4 separate regions of the Rattus norvegicus genome follow, and regions 1, 2 and 3 are each linked to region 4. Evidence: chromatin contacts called from public Hi-C data. All regions are on one chromosome and are shown on one strand. The core of a region is the stretch at or near the end of the contact, and the rest is flanking DNA. Distances in the headings are between cores, read along the strand shown. Region 1 holds the start of Atp6v1fnbl (ATP6V1F neighbor like). Region 2 holds the start of Dnase1l3 (deoxyribonuclease 1-like 3). Region 3 has its middle 31 kb from the start of Ube2g1l1. Region 4 holds the start of Flnb (filamin B).

Evidence for each region. A called contact is a pair of places that touch in the nucleus more often than the background predicts.
Region 1: a Hi-C map of Schwann cells shows a contact between it and region 4, with 11 times the contacts expected there. The contact joins the promoter of Atp6v1fnbl here to the promoter of Flnb in region 4. A contact is called at or near these places in 10 of 12 Hi-C or Micro-C datasets (the A7r5 cell line, Schwann cells, frontal cortex and 5 more) and 1 of 1 datasets of contacts at active chromatin or transcription factors (oligodendrocytes).
Region 2: a contact with region 4 is called in a Hi-C map of hepatocytes, with 8 times the contacts expected there. The contact joins the promoter of Dnase1l3 here to the promoter of Flnb in region 4. A contact is called at or near these places in 2 of 12 Hi-C or Micro-C datasets (hepatocytes and mammary epithelial cells).
Region 3: a contact with region 4 is called in a Hi-C map of the A7r5 cell line, with 2.7 times the contacts expected there. The contact joins the enhancer-like site here to the promoter of Flnb in region 4. A contact is called at or near these places in 2 of 12 Hi-C or Micro-C datasets (the A7r5 cell line and Schwann cells).

What each region holds. Positions count from the first base shown.
Region 1 is chr15:19,386,454-19,389,586 of GRCr8, reverse strand. It overlaps Atp6v1fnbl (ATP6V1F neighbor like), which reads left to right and starts at 1,436. Exons shown (of 2, transcript NM_001409001.1): 1 at 1,436-1,980. The coding sequence starts at 1,503. The region is part of intron 1 of LOC103693818 (a long non-coding RNA gene); the gene reads right to left.
Region 2 is chr15:19,351,283-19,353,982 of GRCr8, reverse strand. It overlaps Dnase1l3 (deoxyribonuclease 1-like 3), which reads right to left and starts at 1,431. Exons shown (of 8, transcript NM_053907.1): 1 at 1,074-1,431. The coding sequence starts at 1,229.
Region 3 is chr15:19,664,485-19,667,308 of GRCr8, reverse strand. No RefSeq gene overlaps it. Among named protein-coding and RNA genes, the nearest start is that of Ube2g1l1, 31 kb to the left of the region's middle. Within about 2 kb of position 1,503, at least 2 of the 93 cell types and tissues checked have an H3K27ac peak or open chromatin away from gene starts, as enhancers often do. A contact at or near this core is called in the A7r5 cell line, where this site is marked.
Region 4 is chr15:19,523,800-19,526,641 of GRCr8, reverse strand. Flnb (filamin B) reads left to right here and starts at 1,433. Exons shown (of 45, transcript NM_001107288.1): 1 at 1,433-1,849. The coding sequence starts at 1,558.

The sequences.
Region 1 (3,133 bases), core at 187-2,686, 140 kb after region 4:
GGAATTTAGGGGCCCACCCCTCACACCCCTTTTCCTCAACATTCTCAAGGCAGCCAGGAGACCAGAATTTACAAGCCTGACTTGTGGCACGGATCTTAGGGTGCTTTGAGCTTTGGACTTGTTTATCTCTCCCCAGGACAAAGACTCTTACCGGCCTTTTATTGCCAGTGTTTCCCCCTCTGTCTGACCACCCGCCCACCCTTCCACACCACCAGGATGTGTGGCCTCGCCCAGTCACCACTGAGGTGGGGCACATTCCTTGGGTCCAGCTAAACCCGGGCAGGGTGTTCTCAGAGAGGGAAGTCTGGCAGACATTCTGTCTCTGGGCCCCGCTGTCTGAATACAGAATGGCCCAGTGTGTGAGGATTTAAGCAGTGTGTCAGGTGCAACAATTTCAGGTCTAGATCTCAGCCCCAGCCCTGTGGCTTGCCAGGCAAGCGTGTGAAAACTGGAAAGAGCCCAGCCTTGTGGAAGCAGGTGTGAGCCTCCACATACCAGCAGTGGGTGATAAGAATTCGCCTATACCTTCATTTCTGCACCTGGGAAGGGCGTCATGAGCCTGGAGATAACCTAAGGCCTTAGAGCATAGCATCGCACCCCAGTTCCCAACAGGCCCATGTTAAATTCCACCTGACATTGATGATGGAGGTTGCCCCACAAACCAGACTCTACCCCGGTGCTTTACACACGTGAAATAACATACCATTCTCCGAATGCTAAAGCTTATCCCTACAACTGTCCTGTGTCCACACAAGCTGCTACTAGACAGTGACAGGGTCGAGCCTCTGGGGAGTGAGGCCACACACAGAATTATCAGGACAAGCCCCTTAGCCACGCGCCCAAGCTTCTTGAGGGTAGACACTGGACCTTCTGTGGGTCCATGTGGGTGTCTGGTATATAGCAGGTGACTTCAGGATCTGCTGTGTGGAAGAGGGGCAGCAGCTCCTCTATTCCCTTGGGAACACTCAGCATATGACACCCTGGAAGAGAGTGGGACTCCCTCGACAAACACTTGTTACCCTGGGAGGGTCATGGCCAGACTCTGCTCTCTTTCTTTAAATTTGTCATTTACGTGTGTGTGTGTGTGTGTGTGTGTGTGTGTGTATACATGTGTGTTTGTGTATGTGTGTATATGAGAGCTGTGACATAAGTGAGTGTAAGACACACCTATAGAGGTCAGAGGGCAGCTTTTGGGAGTCTGAACTCTCTTTTCACTCTGTGTTCCAGGATGGAACCCAGGCCATTGGGCTTCCATGGCAGAACCCTCACCCACAGAGCTATTTCACTGGCCCATGGCTCTGCTTTCTCTTCCTACTTGACCTGGCCTGGCCCACCAATAGGTGACCCTAGTCCCCTTACCATCCCACCCCCTCCTCTCTAGCAGCCCTGGCAACTTGACTCTCATTGGCTACGCGTTTCCTTGGAGACAGATACCAGCCATCCAAACAGACTGCTGAACTTCAGGAGGAACAATCTTCCTTCCCTCCCCTGGGCACCCTAACATGAGGGACCTGTTAAACACCTCGAACAAGGCCTTCTGGGAGGAGCGAATAAAGAAGGAGGTGGTTGCTCGGACTACCTGGAATATCCGATATGGACACAAGTACCTGAAAGATGGGTCCAAGACCAGGAATCAGTCCCTGCAGGCCCCCCGTGGGTCAGTCTTGAAAGCAGGCCCGGTGCCTCCCACAGGTTCCCCTGTCAGAAAAAAGGCGCAAGCAGAATGGCCAGAGGCCAGTAGGGTCCAGGGAAGTGGAGTGAGGCAGACCAGACAAGGTGTTCAGTACACAGCAGCCCAGGGCAGGCCAGAGGACTTAGAGATGAAGCCTCCCAACCCGGCCACCTTGAAGCTGCTGTTCCAAGGCATCTCCCATGAGGGCCAGGGCAGGATCTTGTACCTCAAGGAGCGGCATCAACTGATACCAGAGAAGAAGTACAAGTACCCGATGGTGTCTTCCTGGAACTATGGCTGGCATGTGGGTAAGACCATTACACTCTTGTCGTTTTAGGCTTTCGGGAGGCCGGACGGATCTTCCTCCTCCTCTTCCTCAGTCTTTACCACCCTCCTCCTGACACAAAGAACCAAACTAGCTCACCACCCTGCTAGCAGACCGGGAGACTTCTTACCTGCAGATTGGTGTTTGGCCTGGTTTCTAGAACGCACCCTGCACCTTCCCCTTCCTTTACCAAGCTACATGCGGCCTGCCCTAAGGAGCCTTCCCAGAGTCCTCCAGGCGTAGTAACTGAGCCCACTTGTGGCACCTCTACATCTTGGTGAGTCTACAGAACTGCCAAGTCAGCAGTCTGTGTGCCCATTTGGCCTGGAGGGCTTCTTGGATTCCAAGATTTCCTAGTTAGTTTTTTTTTTTTTTTCACAGCCTCCCAGCAGCCTGCTTGGAATTGACAGTGAGTGGCTGTGAAATGAACGGACACGGGCCTGTCAGACATGGTGGTGCGCACTTGTGCACTCAAGAGGCAGAAAGATCAGGAGTTCAAAGTCAGTCTCCTCAGCTCGGTCTGACACGAGCCAGAGCTACATGAGACCTCTCTCAACAAACAAACAAACAAACAAACAAACAAAAAACTTCAAAACCCAAACCAAATGCAAACAAGAAAACAGGGCCTTTATTTGGAATGGGGTTGGGGAGACCTCAAATCCTGGTTCTACTGTTTCTGGACAGGATGATCTCACGAAAATGTTCACTTCTCAAGGCCTTGGTTTCTATATTTGAGAAATGGGAATAAGCCTGCTTCCCTTTGTCTCAGCATTTGGGGAAGTCGTATGGGAAGGTACCTGGGACAGGAATTCAGATCGCAAAGCCCTGTGAGATATGACCTCTGCAGAGTCCTCCCGGCACAGCCCGTAGAGGTAGAACAGGATTCTGAATCCCGGCTCTCCCCACCAAGGACCTCTGGAGCAATCAGGCTGAGCTGGAAGTCTGCTTGCTTTGTCCATTTGACAGATCCCATTGAGTGTCTAACTGATGTATGCCAGGCACTTTGACAGGGTCCCTTCATAGAAAGTAGATAAGTAGATATATGCTGTAGTGACAGGCAGCAGCCCTGGTGTGTGGTGGGTTTTGTTTTTAGTCCTTTACTGGGCATAGGAATCAGTTGTTAAAGGCCGGGGTGG
Region 2 (2,700 bases), core at 182-2,681, 170 kb after region 4:
TTGTCACCATACGCTGGGACCTCTGCTGCTGCTGCTGCTGGTGGTGGTGGTGGTGGTGGTGGTGGTGGTGGTGGTGGTGGTGATTGTGGTGGTGGTGGTGGTGGTAGTGGTGATGGTAGTGGTGGTGGTGTGGTATTTCGTGTTGAGATAGGGTCTCGTGTAGACCAGGCTGACCTTTTATCATTTATGTAGTCAACGATGACCTTAAACTTCAGACCCTCTTACCTCCCTGGTGCTGAGACTGCCTGGTGTGTGGAGTGCTGCGGTTGGAACTCAGGACTTCACAAATGTTAAGCCAGCATCCCACCAACTGGAGTGAATTCTAATCCCATTCTGCTTTGTTTGTTTTTAAGTAATAACCGCCCCACAGAGTCCCAGCATCAGAACCCACGGAGCAGAGAGCCGTTTGACTCCAGAAAACTGTACGCAGCTTCCCCAGACATAGGTCATGTTGCCCAAGGACAATAATAACTATAAACGGAGAAAGATCAGAACCGAGAGTTGGTGGATCAATGTGGGAGACGGATGGAGGGATTAAAGGAGAGAGACAAGGAGGGAAGAAGAAGTGGGGGAAGGGAGGGAAGGAGGGAGCCTGGCTCTCATACTTCACCAAGATTATGAAGTTGAGGCAGGCAGGGCTGCACTAGCTCCCCTCCACCCACTCCCCGGCGCTCCCCAGAACCTCTGACTTCATTCTCTTCAACAGCCCTTGCCCCTGAGATTGACTAATGACACCATGGTATTTATGGCGGCTGACACAGACATTCAGGATGTTCAATTAAAACTATCGAAACAGCAGCCGGTACCTGGAACTGACTGCCAGTCGGACTCTGGCAAGAGCATCACATTTACCTGCTCAAGTAAACTTGCACCACCCTGAGGAAAGTACAGACCCACCCAGTCTGAAAATGGAGCAGAAAACACCCAAAGTTGAGGTGGTTATGGTGATGGCGGTTTAGCCACCTATTAAGCCAGCAGTCTGTCCTTACCTCCCCACCACCCGAGGGCAACTTTCAGATCCCTTGAAGCTGGGAGAAGGTGCTAGGGTTGTCCAGGACAAGAATGTGACTCACCTTCACAATGATATCCATGGCATTGTGGTTTTCCTTCTTGCTCTCTCCAAAGGACCTCACATTGAAGGAGCAGAGCCTCAGGGACAGGGCACCATGAAGGGCAAGGATGAAGAGTAGCAGGGAGGCCAGGTATGGGGAAGCTGGGTACAGGGACATCTTTGCACTCTTGGGACTTCAGGCCGGATGAAGACAGGCGCCTGGCTCGCTGACTTATAAAGCTGGCCGATAACAGGAATTACTGGATCCCTCTGGGCCACTTTCACTTCTCTGAGGAACTCACCATCACGCGTTTTCAATCACCAAGGAAATGAAGACAATGAGTTAGCCTTTAGGGAGTCCTCTGGTCTTGATGCCCGTGTAGGGAAAACAGCATGCTGGATTTATGCACCAGCCTTCTTAAAAGCCACTTACAACCTCAGTGGGCAGGGATGGGGGTGGGGTCAGTTCTGATCTCTGGGCTTGTCTCCTGTGGTAGCCATGGGCCTTTTCCCTGATAGCTGATGAGCTGGGAAATGTCTGTCCACCCAGAGGGGACCTGGACTGGTGGAGCCACCTGCTGGAGGACAAAGATTTGGTAAGCAATTGCCACTGGACACATCTGTACTTCAGCCGTCTCCATGAGTGCAGAACGTCAAGTTTAGTTTGAATTCAGAGAAACAGAGGATACCTTGGAGTCTGAGGAAGGCAAGGTGGAGCTCCCAGGAGCAAAAGGGTCATAGGCTGAGACCCTTAGAGGCAGCAGAAATAAAGAGCTTGCAGGAAAGTTCCCAAGACGGGCAGGGATGGGCCATGTGACCCAAACAAACGGGTGTTTCCAGTGGCTGATTCTGCTGTGGGCAGCAATGAGTGAGCAGCCAGACAGCGATCCTACGGTGCGCACACACTACCGTGTCATCGCATCTCACCAAGCAGCTTCAGGTTTGCGGCGAGGAGGGGAGCACGATTTAAGATTGCGTAATTCTAGCAAAACTCACCTGTGTAAACTGAAGCACGGAGGGTGGGGTGGGGGGAGCCACACCCAAGTTACAGACTCTACAGAGATGGTTGACTAATACAATGATGACGGTCGCAGAGTCCAATGATCCTGCAGCCATCTTCAGCGCCCTACGGGCCATCCATTGCCAGCATCTGTGCCTGACCTAACATCCTGTGGCCATCAGGTAAACCCCTGTTGGAATAGTCAAGCAGAACCCTAGCTTCCACCAACCCAGAATCCAAGAATGTCATCAGGTAGCAACTAAGGCCAATAACATGGATTTTTTTTTCCCTTTGTTGAAGCCGCCTAACTGGTATTCCCACCAGTGTTTTCTTTGGCTTTGTTCCTATAAAAACATCTCGAAACTGGGGGCTAGAGAGATGGCTCAGAGGTTAAGAGCACTAAATGATCTTTCAGAAGATGCCAGTTCAATTCCCAGCACCCACGGAGCCATTTGTCATGGTCTGGAACTCCAGTTCAAGGAGTTCTGACGCCCTCTTCCAACCTCCACAGACACCAGACATACACACGGTGCACAGACACACATGCAGACAAAACACCCATACACATAAACAAACAGAATCCCCAAACTGTTATCTTGTTGGAATGAAGTATCCGGGGAAGCCTAAATCTGTGCTTCTAGGCCACCGG
Region 3 (2,824 bases), core at 254-2,753, 140 kb before region 4:
TGGCTTTTTTCCCTGTCATTGGATCCCCCTCCTGCTACATGGACAGCTGGGCTGGGCCTCAGTGGGAGAGGATGTGTCTATTCATGCTGGGACTAGAAAGGGGGGCGGGGGAGTAATTGGCGGAGGGACCTGTAAGGGTGGACCTTGGAAGAGATGAGGTATCGGGCTGTGATCGGGATGTAAGGTGAATAAAAAGATATATCATTGGAAAAAAACATGTAATGCATTATGTAGCAGAAAATCTCAAATTGAAACAATTGTGGTTTGTCCATTTTAAAACGCTAGCCATTGTCTATTTCCTTTGCCGTAGCTCTCAAACTTGCCTAGTAGAACTGGAACTAAGCAACTATGGCTAAGGTTTTCCCATGGTGCAATGCAACTTCCTCCTTTGTTTTTTGTTTTTTTTTTTTCCTGGACCACGATTTTTAAGGAACTGAGGGAGGCACTGTACACAACTCACAGCAAATCTAGGAGACCTAGAGACTGAGGTCAAGAACGCTATAAGGAAACTGACACAGTCACAAAATAAAAAGACCCAAGTAGTCCAAAAATGGAATGTCAAAGACATTCTGCCCCTGGCCTTGATTCCCTTCTTGTTGGCTGCAGCCTGTTGCTCTGAAAAGCTAGCAGATCCCGAGGATATCCCGTGACCTCTAGAGGACCACACAGCAGTGGCAACTATAAGGAAGAAGGCACGGCCATATTGTTCACAGAAACCCTCAGGATAAAGGCAAGAATTTGTCTCCAGGCATCAGTTCCAGTTCTTCCTGTGTACAGGCTCAGCAAGAAGGTATCGCCCATACGAGAGAGACAGAGACCTTAGTATGATCCGGACCACCCCACTAGGAGCTTCAAAGAGAAGCGTGGCCTAAGGCCACAGGCGGCAGCCATTCACCTGCTTCCTTGGTGAACTACTGAGCTTGAGGACGCCCTTCAGACAGAGAATGGGCATCAGATGACGTGTGTCTTCTCCAGGGCAGCATATAGTTCCTAGAATTGGTCCTGCTCCTTACCCAGGAGCAGTACCTTTGCCTTGATGTCACGTGCCGCCTCCTCCTCCTGTGGCTGCTTACAGAAGTTCACTGCTCCGGTGCACCGCAGGACCCGGATCATGGCCTCTGTGTCATGGGGAGGGCCAGGCTCTGCTCATACTGTAGGTGAGTCATTCCTGGCTTGGTAGCTTCCTGTTGGTAGCTATTACCCTTGCCTGATCCAGGCTCCATCAGGCCAAGAGGATGGCACTGACAGAATTGGTTCCTGGGCCCAGAGAACAATGAATAGAAAGGCAGTGTGGTCCATGACCTGAGTCAATGCAGTAAAACAGCAGTCAGTGGCTGCCTCAGTCCTTCCTGGAACCATCTTAGCAGAGGTTGCAAATATATGTGGAAAAAAAAAAAAAAAGGAAGCAACATAGAAGGAGGGGTCACAGGTGGGGATCACTCACATCTAAATCCCGTCTCACATGGGCTTGACCTCTCGTGCTCCACTTCCGGGTCGCTCTCTCCACTGCAAACTTCGAACCTTGTGGGGGCGGGATAAACTCACTGAAGCCCAACCGTTTCTGGAGCTTCACATGGGGGTGCTATGCTTACATGGCCTGTCCCTCAGGCCTTCCTCCTTCCTGGCCCGCCTTCACAAATAAGAAAGTACCAGAGCTTGTTTACTTACCTGCCAGGTTCTTGTTCAGCTAGTATCCTCATACAGCCCATGACGCTTAGGTAATGGTGAAGCGCCCACCTCGACCAGCAAGGAAGACGCAACACCGTTGGATTCTTCTCAACAGCCTTTATTGCAGGAACACCTCATTGTTGATAGGGGGGACCCCGAGGAACAAAGGCAGCAGCCTTATATACAAGACAGGCTGTGGCTGTAAACTTGTCCTCTGGGGACTGGTGGAGCATGAAATACCTTATTAGCATGAATATCACCCTGGCCTTGTAGATGCCAGAGGAATGCCAAGGACACGGCTTTAATGGTTGTATACCACAAACGACCACTAGATGTCAGCACCATCTTATCTATATGTGCCGCTCCCTACAAATGGTACTATTCACAGTGTGCTAGGCTCTCCTACCCAGTTATCAATCAATACATGCCCATATCACAGACAATGCCCACAGAGTAACTTTATAAAAAGTCAATTACCGAGACACTTTATTGCAGGCGATTCTAGGCTAACTAGGACACAGTGTTTGAGTGGAATGGATGTGACTGCTATAATGGGACCATAGTTTTCCACAGACCCCCTGACACTTCCCCTTCTTCACTACACCTCACATACATTCTCTCGGCCTGGCCCCTACTTAACATGATAGCAGCTGCAGATCCTAAGTCATCCCTCAGGTTCTGACCTTATATCTTACTTGAAAAAATAAACATCTGGGTAATGTGAAGGACAAAGTGGGAAGGGGGAAATGAACATTGGACACTAATTTGGTTTGTAATCAGAAGTAACTAAGTTCCACGACAGACAAGGGATGGAGGCAGGAGAAAGACAGTCTCCCAGTAAATCTCAAAGGACAGTGAAGAGAACTAGGGTTTGTTCCAGGAAACCTTCCTCAGAGTCAGAGAGGCAGCACAGTTGGTGAGAGCATTTCTCACGTTCTGGGCAGTGGTGTACACTACTCTGTCTAATCCTTCGTAAGATGTTCTTCAGGTCTATGGGAAATGAGAATTTAAGTTGAAAGATATTTGAACATAGTTAATGTTTCAGTACTGACTTTAAGAAATGTCTCTGCAAAAACTCTAATCTGTAAGGTTTACAGCTCTGTGGAGGGGACTTTTCCACTGGGGAAAAGTTTTCCCAAATCCAAGTGTTGTATCC
Region 4 (2,842 bases), core at 184-2,683:
TCCATCCATCTACCCACCCATTCATCTATTCTCTACATCTTTTTTTTCTTTTTTTCTCCAGGGCTGGGGACCGAACCCAGGACCTTGCGTTTCCTAGGCAAGTGAGCCAAATCCCCAACCCCCTGTTCTCTGCGTCTTATATGGCAACCCTACACCAGGTACACAGACACAGCCGTGGCTGTGATGGCTCTAGACCTATTGGTGGGTTATGCAGAGCAGGTGGAATTCATCTAATGCCAGACGTCCATCTCTAATGTCTTCAAGGTCTTAGATTTCCATATACTCCCCCACACTGGGGGAACAGGGTGGCTTCGTGGAGGAGATAGCCAAACTGAGCTGAGAGCTACCAGGCTTGGGGTGTGGAGAGAAACGAATTGAATTCTCAGGCAAAGGGAAGAGGAGAAGGACACAGGTCAGTAGGTGCCAGGACCCATTTATCCAGCCCTTTCTTGGCCATCATAGTTATAAAATAAAACATAACAAGTTCTTCTGGACTAATCAACTTTGTCCCATACAGTCAACAGGGTCTTCAAGAGAGTTCTAGGAAGACCTGACTATGGAGGACTAAGGAGATGACAGGGTGAGAAAGATGTCTGTGCCTTGTTTTACAGGCTTTGACAATAAGAAAGGCATCGCAAGCCAAAGCATGCACGCGGCTTCTAGAATCTGGAAGGGCAAAGGAACCGATTCTTTCCCAGAAGTTCCAGCAAGAAATGCATTGGGCCAAGGAGCCTCAGATGGGACAAATAACTTACTGAGATGCAAAATAAGAAACTCGTGGGATTCTTGGCACCAAGTTTTGGTAACTTGTTGCACCGACGAAAGACTACTAATATCCATAGAAAACAGTTCTTGTTCACTACTGCTACTCAGTCGTGTGTGGTATTGGACTTTAAGGCTGTGTTCCTTGACAAACAGAAATTAACGTGTCTGATTTAGCGTTGCCTTGCAGGGTCTAAGAAAAGCACCTGCCTCTCACTGAATCTATAGATAGGTAGCATATTCCTTCTTTTTGTTTTTTGTTTTTTTTTCGGAGCTGAGGACCAAACCCAGGGCCTTGCGCTTGCTAGGCAAGTGCTCTACCACTGAGCTAAATCCCCAACCCCTAAATGTAGTTTATTTGTTTTTTGTTTTTTTCGGAACATATTCCTTCTTGACGTGACCCTTCCTTCTAGTCTAGTCCCCTGCCTCCTCCTGTGCCTTTGCAAAGTTTCTTTCTTCTAGCTGGCCAGTGCATCAGGTTGGTGAGACTTAGGAGGCAAACCCCGGCGTAGTGCAGCCTTTGGGCCGTAGAGGGCGAGCGCCGCTAAGGAGTTCGCTTCTATAGGGTAGGAAAGGGGCGGAGTCTCGGGGGCGGGGCAGCGTAGCGCGCAGGCGCCAGGCCAGGCAACTTGCGCGCCCGGGGACGGACGAAGACAGTCCAGCTCCTGTTGCGGCTAGTGTAGCAACGCTTTCGAGCCCCCTTCCCACTTGCCTCAGTTCCCCTTCCCCGGGCCCTTAGGGCTTTTCATCTCAGTCCCTGAAGCTCGTTGCCTCCGCTCACTCTCTGCCTCCAGGATGCCGGTGACCGAGAAAGACCTGGCGGAGGACGCGCCGTGGAAGAAGATTCAGCAGAACACGTTCACGCGCTGGTGCAACGAGCACCTCAAGTGTGTGAACAAACGCATCGGGAACCTGCAGACCGACCTGAGCGACGGGCTGCGGCTCATCGCGTTGCTTGAGGTGCTCAGCCAGAAGCGCATGCACCACAAGTACCATCAGCGGCCCACCTTCCGACAGATGAAGCTGGAGAATGTGTCTGTGGCTCTGGAGTTCCTAGACCACGAAAGCATTAAGCTCGTGTCCATTGGTGAGTGTTGTGGCCAGGCCCTAGATTTGCAGTAATCGGGGTATCCGGCAGCGCGCCCCACCGCGCATCGCATCCCGGGCGTGAGGCGAGAGGGAGATGGTTCTGGGATAGCCCTAGGAACATAGGCCTTTTCCGCGGCGCCATCTGTGGGCTGGGACCTGGCGTGATTGCTCGACATGGTGCTCCTGGCGGTGCCGCTGCACTGTTGAGGTCGGTTAAAGCACTAAGACCCTCCAGTCACACCTGGAGATTTGATTTGCAGGAGCCCCTGGAATTGCTGGCGAAATCGTCTGCTGGCCCTAATGGCAAAGCCCTGGACTCAAGTACCAAATCCCTACTTTACGCTCGCCAGGTGCGCCCTGAACAGAGTGACCCGCCCGAGCTGAAAGGGCGTTGGCTCGGAGCCTGGGCGTGGAGACCTGAGAAGCGACTGCTCTCTTGCTTGAGATCTCTCCACCTAGGTGGAGACGAGGACCTCGGACCCTCCCCTCCCCTTCTAAGGCCGGAATGGGTGTGGGTCCTGAGGTTGGAAGGGGCGTCGCAGGGGAATGTTCTCACTTCCCAGCTCTGGCTCAGCGCTGGAGGGTTCCTTTAGGTTGAGATAATTTAGTGGTTGATAATAATTAATGTGTGTAGAAGAGGGCTTGACTAGCGCTGGCAGTGTGGCCCCCTAAATTATCTCAGTATTTAACGTCCAGTGGGCTGAGATGTCCTTAGGCCCATTTTACAGAGGGCTAATTGACTTGCCCAGGGTCACCTGCAAGTGTGGTTCAACTGAGAAGTAATGCCGTGCCCCACCCCCTTTCCCTGGGTCTTCCTGAGAGGGAGTTTTGAGTCTTGCTTCTTTCCTACTGTCTTGGGTGAGAGAATTAAGGTCTGGAGTTGTTCAGGCTTCTAAAGAGAAAACAGGGCCCTTAAGGATGTGTTTTGAGACAGACAAAGGGGTTGTGTATATGTCCGGGCTCACTTGTTTGCCCCCTGAGGCATTTGTGT